Regions from separate parts of the Hordeum vulgare genome. Here region 2 is linked to region 1. The links are chromatin contacts, called in public Hi-C maps. All regions are on one chromosome and are shown on one strand. Each heading gives the region's core, a stretch centred on a gene start, on an enhancer-like site or on the middle of the called end of the contact. The rest is flanking DNA. Distances are from core to core; before and after follow the strand shown.

Region 1 (7,112 bases), core at 3,161-5,660:
CGGATGTGTACAATGTATGTTCGATTTCTCAATAACAGATATGTACAAGAGTCTGAGGATCTAAGGATGCATGCCCCAGAGATTAAGGAAGGAAAGACGCCCATCAAAAATGCATGCAGCAGCCATGCAAAAAAGCAGGGAACAAGTGAAGTTGCTCCATCTTCTGAACACATGTTAATAACTAGGATATTTATAGGACCAAGACTTCTGAACACATGTTTCTGTGCGGTCTGTTTGCTCTTTTCCATGGATTATACAATTCAAATATGTTTAAAGGAAGGCTAGTACTTTCTTCTTTCTTGATTGCACGCGCACAATGTGTGTGATATCATGATGCAAGAAAATATTCAGTTCTTATCACCATGTGGTAGTGTATATCCATGAAATCGAAGATAACAGAGGTAGAAAACCCAGTTAGCTAGAAACTATATATAGTTATACATCACAGAGTGCGAAAATGTATAGATACTCGACAGGACACTATAACCTAAGCAATAATGTGAATTAACCAGTATAGTAAATTATAAGTCGGACTTATATGATGACTAAATTTCTGAAAACAACAAATATTTAGTCAACATATATTAGTTACTGCCAGTATGGTACCCTCATCGGTCGGTGTGGTGTGAACATGGTGTGTGCAGCTGGGAGACCTGGGTTCAGTCCCCAGCCATGGCATGGGTGCTCCTTAATAGCATCATGTCAAATAGATTACTGAAAATAATTAACACACATGATTGAAGCAATCACTAACCAAGACTCCAGATGAGTATTCAAGATACATAAAGTTAACCTTAACCCCGACCAGCTTGCCTTTTCAACGTATCTGAATACATTACGTTTTACAGAAACATTCTAAGATGTGACAAAACATATCTCACGCGCACAATTTTATGTTGATTAGATGTCATTACATGATGTAGAGAGTAAAAGAGAAAAACGCCCACAATCGCAGCATCCAACATCAACATAAGTGAGAAAATAATTATTGTCTAAACGTAATATTTAAAGAGGAAAAATATACCTGATTACTGTTAGAGAATATATATTCCAAAATGACCTTCCTATGCAGATAGAATAAAAACCTTACACTTCCCACTCTGTTAGAGCACATATACAAACCCTGTAGAATAAATAAAAAATGTTCTAACATGAGTAAATTGTAGAAGTTTGAATAATAAGAAGCAAAATTATGAAGCACCTTGTGCTTCATTCAAATCATTACGTACCTGCACTAAGCAGAATGATGGCAGAAGACTGTATATGTGGCCAGAACCTCATCTTTTAAAAAATAATGACACTTCCCACTAGGTGATGTCTCCAGTCTGATGATAACAAAAGTTTGTTGCACCCAACAAATGTGCCAACCATAAAGCTTTCTGCTACCTTGTTGCAGCTAGCCCTAGGCCCTAGCTAATACATAAAACATCACAGTTCCAATGAATTTGCCTATTCTACATCTGGTGGGATCATATCAAATAATAAGTGCCAAAATAATATACCATATGTTTCTGCAATCAGAAGAATTTCACTATTTGTGGTTCAACTGCATTATTTAAACCAAAGCAGCTGAAAAGGAACCGCTTAGTATTTAAGCCACAGGGGTGTGCTCTTGAAAGGTGCCAGGCCAAGTATATAAAGCACATTGCCTGAAAGATTCCAAACGTAAGCACTTGAAAAATCATTCTATTTTAATTGTTTGCCAATAACAAATACAAGTTCTGTGCCAAAAGTAAAACACTACCAGTCCCACGAAAATGTAAGGAGTAAGCATTTTGTGTCCAGGGGAAACCACGTTGTTGTTTTGAAAGTTCCATAAAGTATCACGATACAATGTTTCAAAATTCCAGAGGATCAGTATCATTTTTTTTGACCTGCAATCAGTGTCATATTCGTTCCTGACCATCAAGATTTCAAGATACAAGAAAGACAAAATGACAGTCTTAGCATAAATGAAGAGTGTAAGAATGACTGTTTGTCTTTTCTGGTCCTTGATATAAGAATGAATTTGACATCAAACTTTAGCATTTTTATGTATTACATTTACATTCATGAATTTTGTTAGTATTCTTGGAACATCGTATCATCACTTTTCGCCATTGGAAAGTGGACTAGGGCACAAGTCAGTTTTCCAAGTACCGCTCATGCAAAGGATGTATCAAATTAACATACACAGAGTTATCTGTTCTTAGAAATGAAGAGCAGAGCATCAGCAAGCACATAGCATAGTTTAAGTTTTCCAATACTTAGGTCTGAAATTGATCGGTTCTAAAGCACTCCGATGAGGTAACACAAGAGATGACACAGTGGTCTCCCTCATGGTATCCTCTTGAGTCTTCTCAACCTGTTAAAGTTGCTTCGGGTGGTCCACTATGTATCCTCCTCAAGATTCTAAAAGTAAATCTCCATCACCACAAGTGTCAATTGCGTACTTCCGCACGTATCAGCTCAATATCGCTTTGGTCGTAGCTAGAAGCTACATCATGCATTTGTGTTGCATTAAAGAAAACATATAAATTATGTTAAAAAAACAGTTGCGAGCAATTTAATTCAGCATTCGCATTGCATAGCATATCATTTCTGTCTGGCAATGGAAGTGGAACTTGGTTACATTTACTATTATTACAGGATAGTCCCCTTTATAAAGGAAGGATGCAGACCTGCAGATAGCAAAAAAGTTGCCACTCCCAGAGATAGCCGGACACCAGAGTTGTCATCAAATATAAATCAGCTCTTTGTGAAAGCTAGAGGCATATCAAAGAGAGGGTAAATGAAGTGTGTTCCTCAAAGGAAATAGCACAAGACATGAAAATTGTGCTCAATTTCTTAAAATGAATGTGCTAACAAGATAATAAAAATAAAGCAATGAAAGCTAGCCAAAGTTGATGGAGGCTGTAGCAGCAATGGGGTGATCATGATTAGATATTCTTTATTAATGGTAAAGTTAGCAGAAGATGCTAGGTGAAAAGCAGTAGAATATTAGCTTTTTTTCTTCTCAAAGGTAAGTAGCTTTGCGTGTGTTTTCGGCCTACATTTCCAACATTTAGGGCCTAAATAGAGTGCCGAAACTTCACATCAACTTTGCGTAGAATAATATGACGCCCGCAGAAATTCCACAACAAAACCTCATGTTCCATATTCCAGAATATTATGTTTGGGCGGAAACAGGAAAGTGCATCAAAACCAATGATTTCAAGAACTTCTGAACTGATTCGAATAATTAGGTAGGTGTGGTCCTTTCAGTAGGATAAGGTCCACTCCGAAGACTAACCCTTTGCTTTTCTGGTGGACAGGTGGAGTCTATAATAATTGATGCAAAAATCACGATTATTTTAGCCGAATTTGAACAAACTTCATTTAGGGCCTATATAGAGTGCACAGACTTCACATGAGTTTTGCAGAGAATAATATGCCTCCCCCACAAATTCTTAAAAGAAAAGCTCATGCTCCAGATTGCAGAATACTATGTTTGTGCAGTTAGGTGTGGTGCTTTCTTGGGAGAACGTGGTGATGTGAAATACAATATGTTCTTCGAGAGTTGAATAAACTCCCCTTGGAAGACAATCTTTCTCTTTTCCTTTTTGTGGTGGGAGGGGTGGAGTCTCAGATAATAGAAGCAAATCACGATTCTGTTGGCCGACTTCGAGCAACATTATGCAATATAGCTTTGATGGAGAAGTTTTCGGATTTATCCTGGTCATGGCAGACCACGAAAGTCCCGACATATTTCAGAGGAGAACTTAAAGGTGAAAGTCAAGGGGAAGAGAATCATGAATGCGCACCTACTCAGCAAGCACATAATAGCGTGCTGCCCAGTCCAACCCAACTGCAAGTGAAATCTTTCACCCTGTGCCTCCCACTGTCGCCGGCACTTCACTCTCATCCGAATTCTTGCCAGGCCCTCTCAGATTTCTAATCCGTCAGAAATCCCAGCCCCTCTGACATGCCGCCACGCCCATCCACACATTGTGCGTCACCACTGAAATCAAGTGAGGAATTGCGCTGGTAAGGGGGAGCACTCGGATTGCCCGTCCAGCCAACGAACTGAATTCGTACCAGTTAGGCAGCGGCAGCCACTTACAGTTCGGTTGGCGCCCAGCAGCTCCGGCTCCGGCATCGATTCAGATTCCGATGCGCCCCCGCGTGAAATACCCACGGCGGGACGATGGCAGCACGGCGCCCGTCGACCAGCAGCGGCGGCGGCATCAGCCACCAGCGGCGCACGCCCGACTCGAAACCTGAAACGCACGGGTGAAAGGAGTCAGAGAGCAGAGGAGAAAACCAAGCGTTGGTCACACATGAACTCACCGGAGGCAATGCGAGGGGCAGGCGCTCCGTGGCATCCTGGTGCTGGGAGAGGGCGAGGGGGCGAGGGGCGAGGGGCGATGTGGTGGCCGCACAGCCGCAGTCGCGGGCGGCAATGGCGGCCGGTCGTTTCTATGGCTCCCCGTGAACCTGGTCAACAATTTCTCAAAAAAAAAAAAATCATTTAATTGTTTTATTTCTCTCCCTAACCTTTATCTTTACCTACTAATAAAGCACGGATAACTTATGTCCGTACGTCATCGAAATTGCCCCTGAAGTTGGTCAAAATCATCCACCAATGCCACCCGTAAGTCAAAAAACGATTCAGTTTTTTCTTTCACCGGCCCGCACGTATTATCTGAACCTATGCCGCCATATTATGTCCATAGTAAAGGACTAGCAGGATGGAGAGAGCCTTGCTCTTCTTAGCTGAAAACCCAGGTTCGATTCCCTCTGGGGATAGCGCAGGTCATTTGAACAGAAGGCAGCACTGCAGGGTACGGCCGTCGACTGGAGCCCTGGTCGCCACCTTGTCATATGTTGCATATGACTTTCGGTGAAGAAATCAGATGACCTAATGCGGACAAGCACGGAATGAATTAGATCGGATTCATTTCAAATCGCAACTAGGTCGGGATGAGAACGACACCCCTCCGTTTCATGGCCGAATCCGGCGGCAACTTGAGGTCCGTCGAGCTGGAGCTCATGGGGCACGGCCATGGCTCCATGGGACAAATCCTGAGGAAAAGAGAAAGAGAGATGGGGTGGTGAGGAGGAGGAGAGGGAGAGAGAGAAACGGAAGGAGAGGGAGAGGCCAGCGGGGCACCCGCCTGCTGGAGGTCGCCAGCACCGGCCAGAGCTCCTCGAGGCGGAGGGGTCGCCAGCAGCGGCCGGAGCTCCTGCAGGCAAGGCCATGGCTGAGATGGGGAATATCTACCTGATCTAGGAAGAGAGGTGAGCACACACGTCCACTACCTGGGTCCAACGCCAACGCACCGCTACCACATCAATTTTTCTGGTCCAGTTTTCTCTTTGGGATCCCCTTCTCTTTCTATCGATCCCATACATGGAAATGGCCCGCAAGTTGCATTATAGTTTTTTTTACAACAAAATCCTCATATTTTACTAAATGGACTCCTAATATTAAAGTGGGTAAAGCCATCTGGTCCTACATCTGTACATCACCAGCTTTAGGGTATCTTCAAGGCTAATCCCGGGCCAAGCCCAAAATTCATAAAATGTTAAATAAATAAAATTATTATAAAAAGGTTCCTTGTCAAACAAAAGCAGAAAATTCATAAAAACAATACTTTTTAAAAGTATTAAAAATATTATGCATACATAAATTTTGTAAAACAATTTAACATTTAACCTTATCGTCGAAAATTATTAAAATCCATATAAAAAATGATGCACAATGACACATGAAGCAAGTTGTGCAAAAAACAAAAAAACAAATTGTCAAAAAATATTTCTGGAAAATATGTACCACACACAAATGCCATTTCCCAACAAAAACAAAACTTTATTACCACAAAATAAAAAGATCATTTTCAACATGATGTTTAAAATTTTATCTTTTACAAGAAATTTTAAAATTTAATAATATATATATATATATATATATATATATATATATTATTGACAATATCATACAATTTTTATGTAAGCAGTACATAATATTTTAAAAGAAAACATTTACATTATTATACACATTTATTACAATTAATGCTGCATAATGGCACTACAAGAAGGTTGGGTACTTTTTTGTTGTCCGGTGCAACGCACGGGCATTTATACTAGTACAATAAAATGTTTGCAATTTTAGAAAAAATGTTTGTACAATAAGAAAAGCCCATGATCTCAAATACAATTACATGTATTAAAAATTATTAAAGGCATTTAACAAAATGATTTCTAATTTAAAATATCTTAATGCATTTAGAAAATGTCCTAACATTTTAAAAATAGCTAATGCCAGTTTTGATAGTTTCTTTTTTTATTTAAAAATTTCCGTTCCATTTTTTCTTATTTATAATTTAAATAATTTAGAATTACAAAAACTTTTACATATTAAAAAATAGGAATTTTTATTTAAAATGGTGACGAATTTTTATTTTGAAATAGAAATAGGATTCAAAAAAAGCGCCGTTTTTTTTTTGCAAATTCCAAAAAAATGTCCATGAATTTAGTAAATATATGACTGATTTATAAAAATGTTTGTTTATTCAGAAAAACTTCATGCGTTTCAAAAAATGTTTTTGAATTTAAAATAAAATCCTCCGACATAAAAAATTATGTTCGTCTTTTCTTGAATTGGTCGCCAATTCAAAAGAAAATATGTAAACCCGTTTGAAATATAAAAAATATTCACGATTTTTAGTAAATGTTTGTGAATTGTAAAAAACGTTCTCAATTTTAAAATTATTCCCATATTTTTAAAATTATTTACGAAAGATCTAATGTATGTAGTTAAACATGAATGCTCCTAAGTCTTTGTGGCAATATACCTGTGTGAATTTTGAAGAATTAATTGTTGGATGGATCTGATTATTATTGTATGTTTTCTATAAAAAAATTCTTGAAATTCAGAATAAATCTTTGAGTTACCAAGATTTTTGACAACCATGATATATATTTTTTGAAAATGTAAAGATTGCTTCAACTTGTAAATAAATTTAAAAGAAGAAACATTTTGTTGCATTTATGCACAAAATTTCTAAATCAAGCGATGATATGTGAACATAATGTGGTCACCATCATTGGAGATTATGTTTTTTTTCTTCCGTGGCAACGCACGGGCCATT
Region 2 (7,112 bases), core at 2,837-5,336, 490 kb before region 1:
TCTCGATTCGCCCATGTGTTTGAATTCCCAGACAAACATGAGTTGAATACCGTCCTTGATTGTCCGGGCAAGGCCTTCGAGCACATCTTTGTGCTTGATAGGAAGAGAAAGAGAGACAACTTGATGAAGGAGGAGATCGGTGTCTTCACCAGCATGACCGAGGCTATCAAGGAGGTGGAAACCACCATAAAGCACAAAAATTCGATCGATGTCTACCCTGACATGTACACCGCCGTCATGGATCAAGTGGCTTCAACCAAGAGGCTCTCGTGGCTACACTGATCCACCTGATGGACAACAAGGCCCATAGTCTTGGGTTTGTTGCCATGGTAGACACTCACATGGTGCTCTAGCTCAAGAGCTGGTTGGGCAAGCACTACTACTAATGATGTATGTGCCGGTGGTGACCGAGGGAATGATCCCTGACGGTGATGGCGATGGTGATGGGGACGACGATGACGTATATTTTGTGTAGCTAGGGCTTGAAAACTACTGATGGTTTGTATATTTTGGTAAGGTGGTATATACTAACCCCTCACTCTGATAGCAAACTTGCGTTGGTAGGATTACACCCTCTTTTGGATATGGTGATAGGATGACACCATAGTAGTGATAGGTTGAACTTGCTATGTTGTATGATCATGCATGCTTACTTATGTTTCATGTCTACTATTACGCTCCATTGCTTGCTACTTAAATTGTTGCTCTTCTACAATGCCAGGACAAGTGGTATGTGGTGTTCCACTAGAGGGTTCCAGGGGTCTACACTTCATGGGAAGCATGCAATGAACAAGTGTCAGGTTTCAAAAACATCTACCACTGAGGGTTTAAGACTAGGCAAGTGATAGACGATGCTTACTCCAAGGCCGTGCTCAAGCAGGCATGCGACCACGTTGAAGTTGGCAAGGTGGATCGTCAGTTTGGGCTGAAAAATTCATCATCATCCTCGAGTTCGCCGTGATTGCAATGATGTTTTGTTCGTGTGATTGGTGTGATCGTGTGTAAGGCATAGCAGGTAATCTTGCCACGTAGGGTGCAAGGTTAACACACCTTATAGTTTGTGTGCAACCAAACAATGTGTAGCTGCATGAGGCGAGCCAATGAAGAACACCAAACATCATTGCCAAAATTGATCCACTAATGCACGTAACCACGATGCGGACACCCAAACGAGGTGCAAATGTTGTTTTTTTCTTATTTTTTTTAACCAAACCCAACTAAGTAACATATACAATGCAGGCAAAGTCGACGCGAGCAACCGAACATGCCCCTACTCACTTGCTTTGAGCTGCTTGGGGTATGTGAGTACATAGAGCTCTTAGCGGGACTCACCAAATAGTGTTTACCCCTTTGAGGAGGCCTTCAAGATTATTTTCTTGGTCAAAAACGCGTGAAGTGGTTCTTATAGCCGTCACATGCTCGACGTTTTCTCTGAATTTCCTTTTTTTATTTTTTTTCGCTTTGAGGTTTTTTTTTCTTTGGTTTTTGCCTTTTTTTCTAGGTTAAGTTTTTTTGCAAAGTACAATAATGCTTTTTTAAAAAAAATGTTCTTTCACGAGAAGCAAATATTTGCATCCGCAAGCATTTGACGGGAAATAATTATGATTCCACGGGAAGTACACCATTGTTCTCGGAGAAAAAAATGTGTTTCTGTGAGAAGCAGAGATTTACTTCTACGAGAAACACAGCTATGCTTGTGCAAAAAGCACATATTTGCTTTCATGAAAAGCACAATTGTATTTCTGTGTCAAAAGGTAAAAATAGTAACCGTGCTTCTGTGCTCTATTTTTTAGCATTTTGTTTTTTAGGTATTTTTTTCTAGTTTTTCATTACAATATTTATCGAAATCTATTAACATCAAACAGTTCAATATTTTGGCGCACGATTCAAAAGATGAAACATTCTATAAAAGTGGATATGGGAAGAAAAAAAAACTCCTAGGATATGACAAGTAGTACACATGCACCGCCCCACTCCTAGGTTTGCGAGAGTGACCTTCACAAATCCAAGAATCCTTAACTAGTTTTTTCTAGAAACGAGTACCCTTATCTATCTTTTTAGCCGAGATACCCTTAACTAGTGATTTCGTAGCAAGCTATACGGGCGACCAACTCGCTCGACAAAAGTGTACGCCCCTGGTCTCTAGGTGGTTGACATGGTCAACTAGTTGAACGTCTACGCTGACCGTTGACCTTTACCTTTTAAAGAAAAATCTTGCGTTCGTTTTTTCCACAATTGAAAAGGTTCATCGATTAAAAAAGTTCAGGATTGAAAATTTCACCAGATTAAACAATGGACACAATTTGAGAATAAGTTCTTGGATTTGAAAAGGTTCACAAATTTGAAAAATATTTACATATTTGATTAATGTTCATGGGTTTGAAAAATGCAACATATTTGAAAATGTTCATGAATTGAGAAAAAGTACATGGATTTGAATAATGTTCACAAATTTGATTTTTTTGCGGATCTAGGGAAAGTTCGCAAATTTTAAAAATGGTGAACATATTTTTGCAAATTTCACAAATTAGAAAATGTTTATGGATTTTGAAAATGTTCAAGGACTTTAAAACTATTTATGAATTTAAACAATGTTCAAAAAATTTTGAGTTTTAAGAAATATTCAGGAATTTGTTAAAATATTGAATTTCACAAAAAAATATCAAAAGCAACAGAAAAAATAACAAATAAAAACCTGCTAAGAAAACCAAAAACCAAAACAATACCCGACGGGAAGCTTCTCGAAGCTTCCCAAGACTGGTTCGTAGCTTTAGAGAAACGCTTTCTAGATGTGGTCCGTACGGTTTTCACTTTAACGGTCGCGATGTTTCCCATTCGTTGGCTTTAGCGTCCGATATAGGCTATCGGGCAAACCCAGGCACAACCCCCTTCATCCTGGGCTAGGCCAATTTACATTTTTTTTCATTCTTTTCAAATTCAAAATGTAGGTGTAGGCGAGATTTTGAATTGTGGACCTCACAGATGAATACCAACCGAGATGGCCATACGGCAATCCTCACCTCGTGTGGCTAGATACTTTGTTTTTCTCCTTTTCTTCTTTGTCAAATGTAACGCTAAATAGAAGAACTATGGCTTTCCTTGTTGTTGCACTTTTGTTTGGCCAATCTCCACTCATTTATTTACTTATTCTTTTATTTTCTTTATTTTTTTACTGTTTATATTTCCTTTTTTCTTGAATACATATTTTTTCTTAGATTTTGATTTTTATTCAAATTCGTGAAATTTTGTGAATGTTTTATCACCTGCACAAACTAGTTTTCAAATTTCATGAACTTCATCGATGTTCTTTTAAAGTTTATTGAATTTTGAAAAAAGATCATCGATTTTGAAAAATAGTTCATAAATTTGAAACAAGTTCTTTGTTTTAAAAATGTTCATTATTTTGAAAAATATTTGTTCAGATTTGGATAAATAAATGGTCAATCTAATAATAATTCATCAATTCTTAAGGTGTTTGCAAATATTTTTATGTATTGTAAAAACGTTCATGGCTTTTAAAAACTATCAGTTAACATTTTCAATTTCATGTTTTTATAATTCATCAACTTTTTAAATAAGAATTCATCAAATTTTGAAATACATGAATGTTTTAGAATTTCATGAATTTTTTTAATAGGCGATTTGTGTTTTGCATGTATTCCCTATGTAAAGAAATATAAGAGTGTTTAGTTCATTATAGTAGTGATCTAAACGCTCTTTATCTTTATTTATGGAGGGAGTATTGAACCTCTATTTGAAATCGGTGAACTTTCAAATGTTATACACGTGTTTTCAAAATGTTTCAAATAATTGGAAAATCTACGCGATAAAGTAAATCTACAAAATATGTTGTGCAATAAATAGCGTGGCTATACTCTTAAGAATTTTGCGGTAGAATCTGTCACTCTCGCTAAATAGTTCCTTGTTACCTCAACTTGTACACGGAAGAAACGGCATCAGTTCGACTTCTCAGAGGGTCCATATTTCTTTTGCTATAAAATACAATTCCCTTACGTTACACGATCATGGCTGGCCCAGCCGGCACTGGTGTGAGCAACAATTTTCTCTCAGGGTGCTCGCAACAGTTGCTTAGGGCGCCGAATAGAAGTTGGCCTGAGTAGGCCTACCGTTTAAGGTGGTACCTCCTATATGCCGCTCTGTGCGGCAAAGACTCGCCTCATCGTACAGGTGAGTCCCCGACCGGGCCGGTTAAGCCACAAAGATCGCGGGCGACAACAAGGACGTGTTGTAGGAACAATTTTAAAAATAGGAACATTTTTTGATATTCTTAACATTTTCTGGAAAGTTGACAAAACAATGTACCAAAACATGTCGAACGATGTTTTTAATAATTTGAACATTTATTAAAATCACGACCAATATTTACAGAAGATTTATTTAAAATTTATGTGCAAAGTTTGAAGCAACAAACAAATTTTAAACCTTGATCATTTTTGGATTTTTTTTAAACTTTCAACCATTTTCCAAAAATGTGAATCAAAAATTGAAGAAAGAAAAAATGAACTTGAAAATGGAAAATAAAACAGAAAAAGGAAAAAAGAAAGAAGAAAAAGAAACAGCAAAATGGCAAAAATAAAAAGAATAAACGAAAAAAAAGAAAAAAAAAGGAAAACCGGCAAAAGTAAATAAAGCGGTTGAGGAAACAATCTAGAAAGTTGCAAAAACCGGATGACGTTGTTGTTGGAAATATGCCCTAGAGGCAATGATAAATAGTTATTATTATATTTCCTGTTACAAGATAATCGTTTATTATCCATGCTATAATTGTACTGAATGAAAGTATAGATACATGTCTGGATACATAGACAAAACAATGTCTCCAGCAAGCCTCTAGTTGGCTAGCGAGTTCATCAAGGATAGTCTAGGTTTTCTGACTATGCGCAAGTGTTGTCGCTTCATAAATGAATCACATCATTAGGAGAATCATGTGATGGACTAGACCCAAACTATGAACGTAGCATATTAATTGTGTTATTTTATTGCTATTGTTTTCTGCGTGTCAAGTATTTATTCCTATGACCATGAGATCATATAACTCACTGGGATTGGAGGAATACCTTGTGTGTATCAAACGTCGCAACGTAACTGGGTGACTATAAAGGTGCTCTACAAGTATCTTCGAAGGTGTCCGTTGAGTTAGTATGGATCAAGACTGAGATTTGTCACTCCGTGTGACGGAGAGGTATCTCGAGGCCCACTTGGTAATACAACATCACACACAAGCCTTGCAAGCAATGTGACTAAGTGTAAGTCACGGGATCTTGTATTACGGAACGAGTAAAGAGACTTGCCGATAATGAGATTGAAATAGGTATGCGGATACCGACGATCAAATCTCGGGCAAGTAACATACCGAAGGACAAAGGAAATGATATACGGGATTATATGAATCCTTGGCACTGATGTTCAAACGATAAGATCTTCGGAGAATATGTAGGATCCAATATGGGCATCCAGGTCCCGCTATTGGATATCGATAGAGGAGTGTCTCGGGTCATGTCTACATAGTTCTAGAACCTGCAGGTTCTGCACACTTAAGGTTCGATGATGTTTTAGTATAGTTGAGTTATATGTGTGGTTACCGAATGTAGTTCGGAGTCCCGGATGAGATCACAGACGTCACGAGGGTTTCCAGAATGGTCCGGAAACGAAAATTGATATATAGGATGGTTTCATTTGGTCACCGGAAAGTTTCGGACAATTCCGGCAGTGTACCGGGAGTGACGAATGGGTTCTGGGTGTTTACCGGGAGGGCCCCACCCACCCGGGAGCGAGCCCAAGGCCCTAGGGTGGCGCACCAAGTCCTTAGTGGGCCGGTGGATTCAGCCCAAGAGGGCTATGGCGCCACATGTAGAAATACCAAAGGAAAAGAAGAAGAAAAAGGAAAGAGGGAGGTGGGAAGGAAGAGGAGGACTCCTCCTTCCCAAACCGAATTGGAGGAGTCCTCCTCCTCCCTGGCGGTCGGCGCACCTTTGGGCCCCTTGTGCCCCAAGGCTAGCCCCTCCCCTCCTCCTATATATATTGGTGGTTTAGGGTTTTTTGAGACACAACTTTGTCACGTGTAACTCAAGGCTATTCCACATAATTTTACCTCTAGATCAGATTTCTGCAGAGTTCGGGCGGAGCCCTGCAGGAGTAGATCGTCACCACCATCGTAGCACCGTCACGCTGTCGGAGAACTCATCTACTTCTTCGTCTTGCTTGCTGTATCAAGAAGGCTGAGATCATCGTCGAGCTGTACGTGTGCTGAACGCGGAGGTACCGTCCGTTCGACGCTAGATCGAAACCGTTCGTGGGACGGATCATGGGACGACGGTGATTTGGATCACGAAGCTGTACCACTACATCAACCGCGTTTCTTAACGTTTCCCGCTGAGCGATCTATAAGGGTACGTAGATCTAATCTCCTCTCGTAGATGGACATCACCATGATAGGTCTTCGTGTGTGTAATTTTTTTTGTTTTCCATGCAATGTTTCCTAACGGTTGTAGGCGAACTGCATACGCAAAATTGGGCCTGTCTATCCCGTTACTGGGTCGCTACCCATGTGTGAAACGGCAACATTTTAATGCAACGCCGGTCAAATAGGGAATGCCGTTTAAGACATCCTTAATTTGAAATGAATGGGCCAGAACTGCCCAGAAAGAGTGTTGGCTCACTAGCCCACTTTTCCTGTTACATATATTTATTATTCTTTAAAAAATATATAATATGAAATGAAAAATTGATGGCACATGAAACTGTGGACGAAACCCACAAATAACCGGCACATGAAATCAAAGAAAAATAAAATAAAATAAAATCAACAAACAAATAACCTATAAAGACACACAAAAAACTGAAAAAAGCACAAGATAAAAACCAAGACAGGAACATGTAGAAAAATATTCCCTGGCGAGAAAAGCAGAATTGTGCTAGCCCATAACATCCTCGCCATTTGCGAGACGGACAAATGGTTGCCACACCTGTTGTAAGTCCTTTGGCACTCGGCCTCCATTTTTAAAATTAAGGTGTGTTATTTTCGCTATAGTGACCAAAACACATAATTATACTTCCTTCGTCTCAAAATAACTGTCTTAAGCTTAGTACAA

The links. Hi-C and Micro-C count contacts between places; a contact is called where the count stands out from the background.
Region 2: a Hi-C map of seedling shows a contact between it and region 1, with 5 times the contacts expected there. The contact joins the enhancer-like site here to the promoter of LOC123408628 in region 1. A contact is called at or near these places in 2 of 6 Hi-C or Micro-C datasets (leaf and seedling).

What each region holds. Positions count from the first base shown.
Region 1 is chr7H:92,968,935-92,976,046 of MorexV3_pseudomolecules_assembly, reverse strand. LOC123408628 (amino acid transporter AVT1I-like) reads right to left here and starts at 4,410. Exons shown (of 7, transcript XM_045101692.1): 1 at 4,309-4,410; 2 at 4,082-4,238; 3 at 3,783-3,979; 4 at 1,230-1,649; 5 at 1-1,123.
Region 2 is chr7H:93,460,620-93,467,731 of MorexV3_pseudomolecules_assembly, reverse strand. No RefSeq gene overlaps it. Among protein-coding and RNA genes, the nearest start is that of LOC123408575, 66 kb to the left of the region's middle. Within about 2 kb of position 4,086, at least 3 of the 3 cell types and tissues checked have open chromatin away from gene starts, as enhancers often do. A contact at or near this core is called in leaf and seedling, where this site is marked.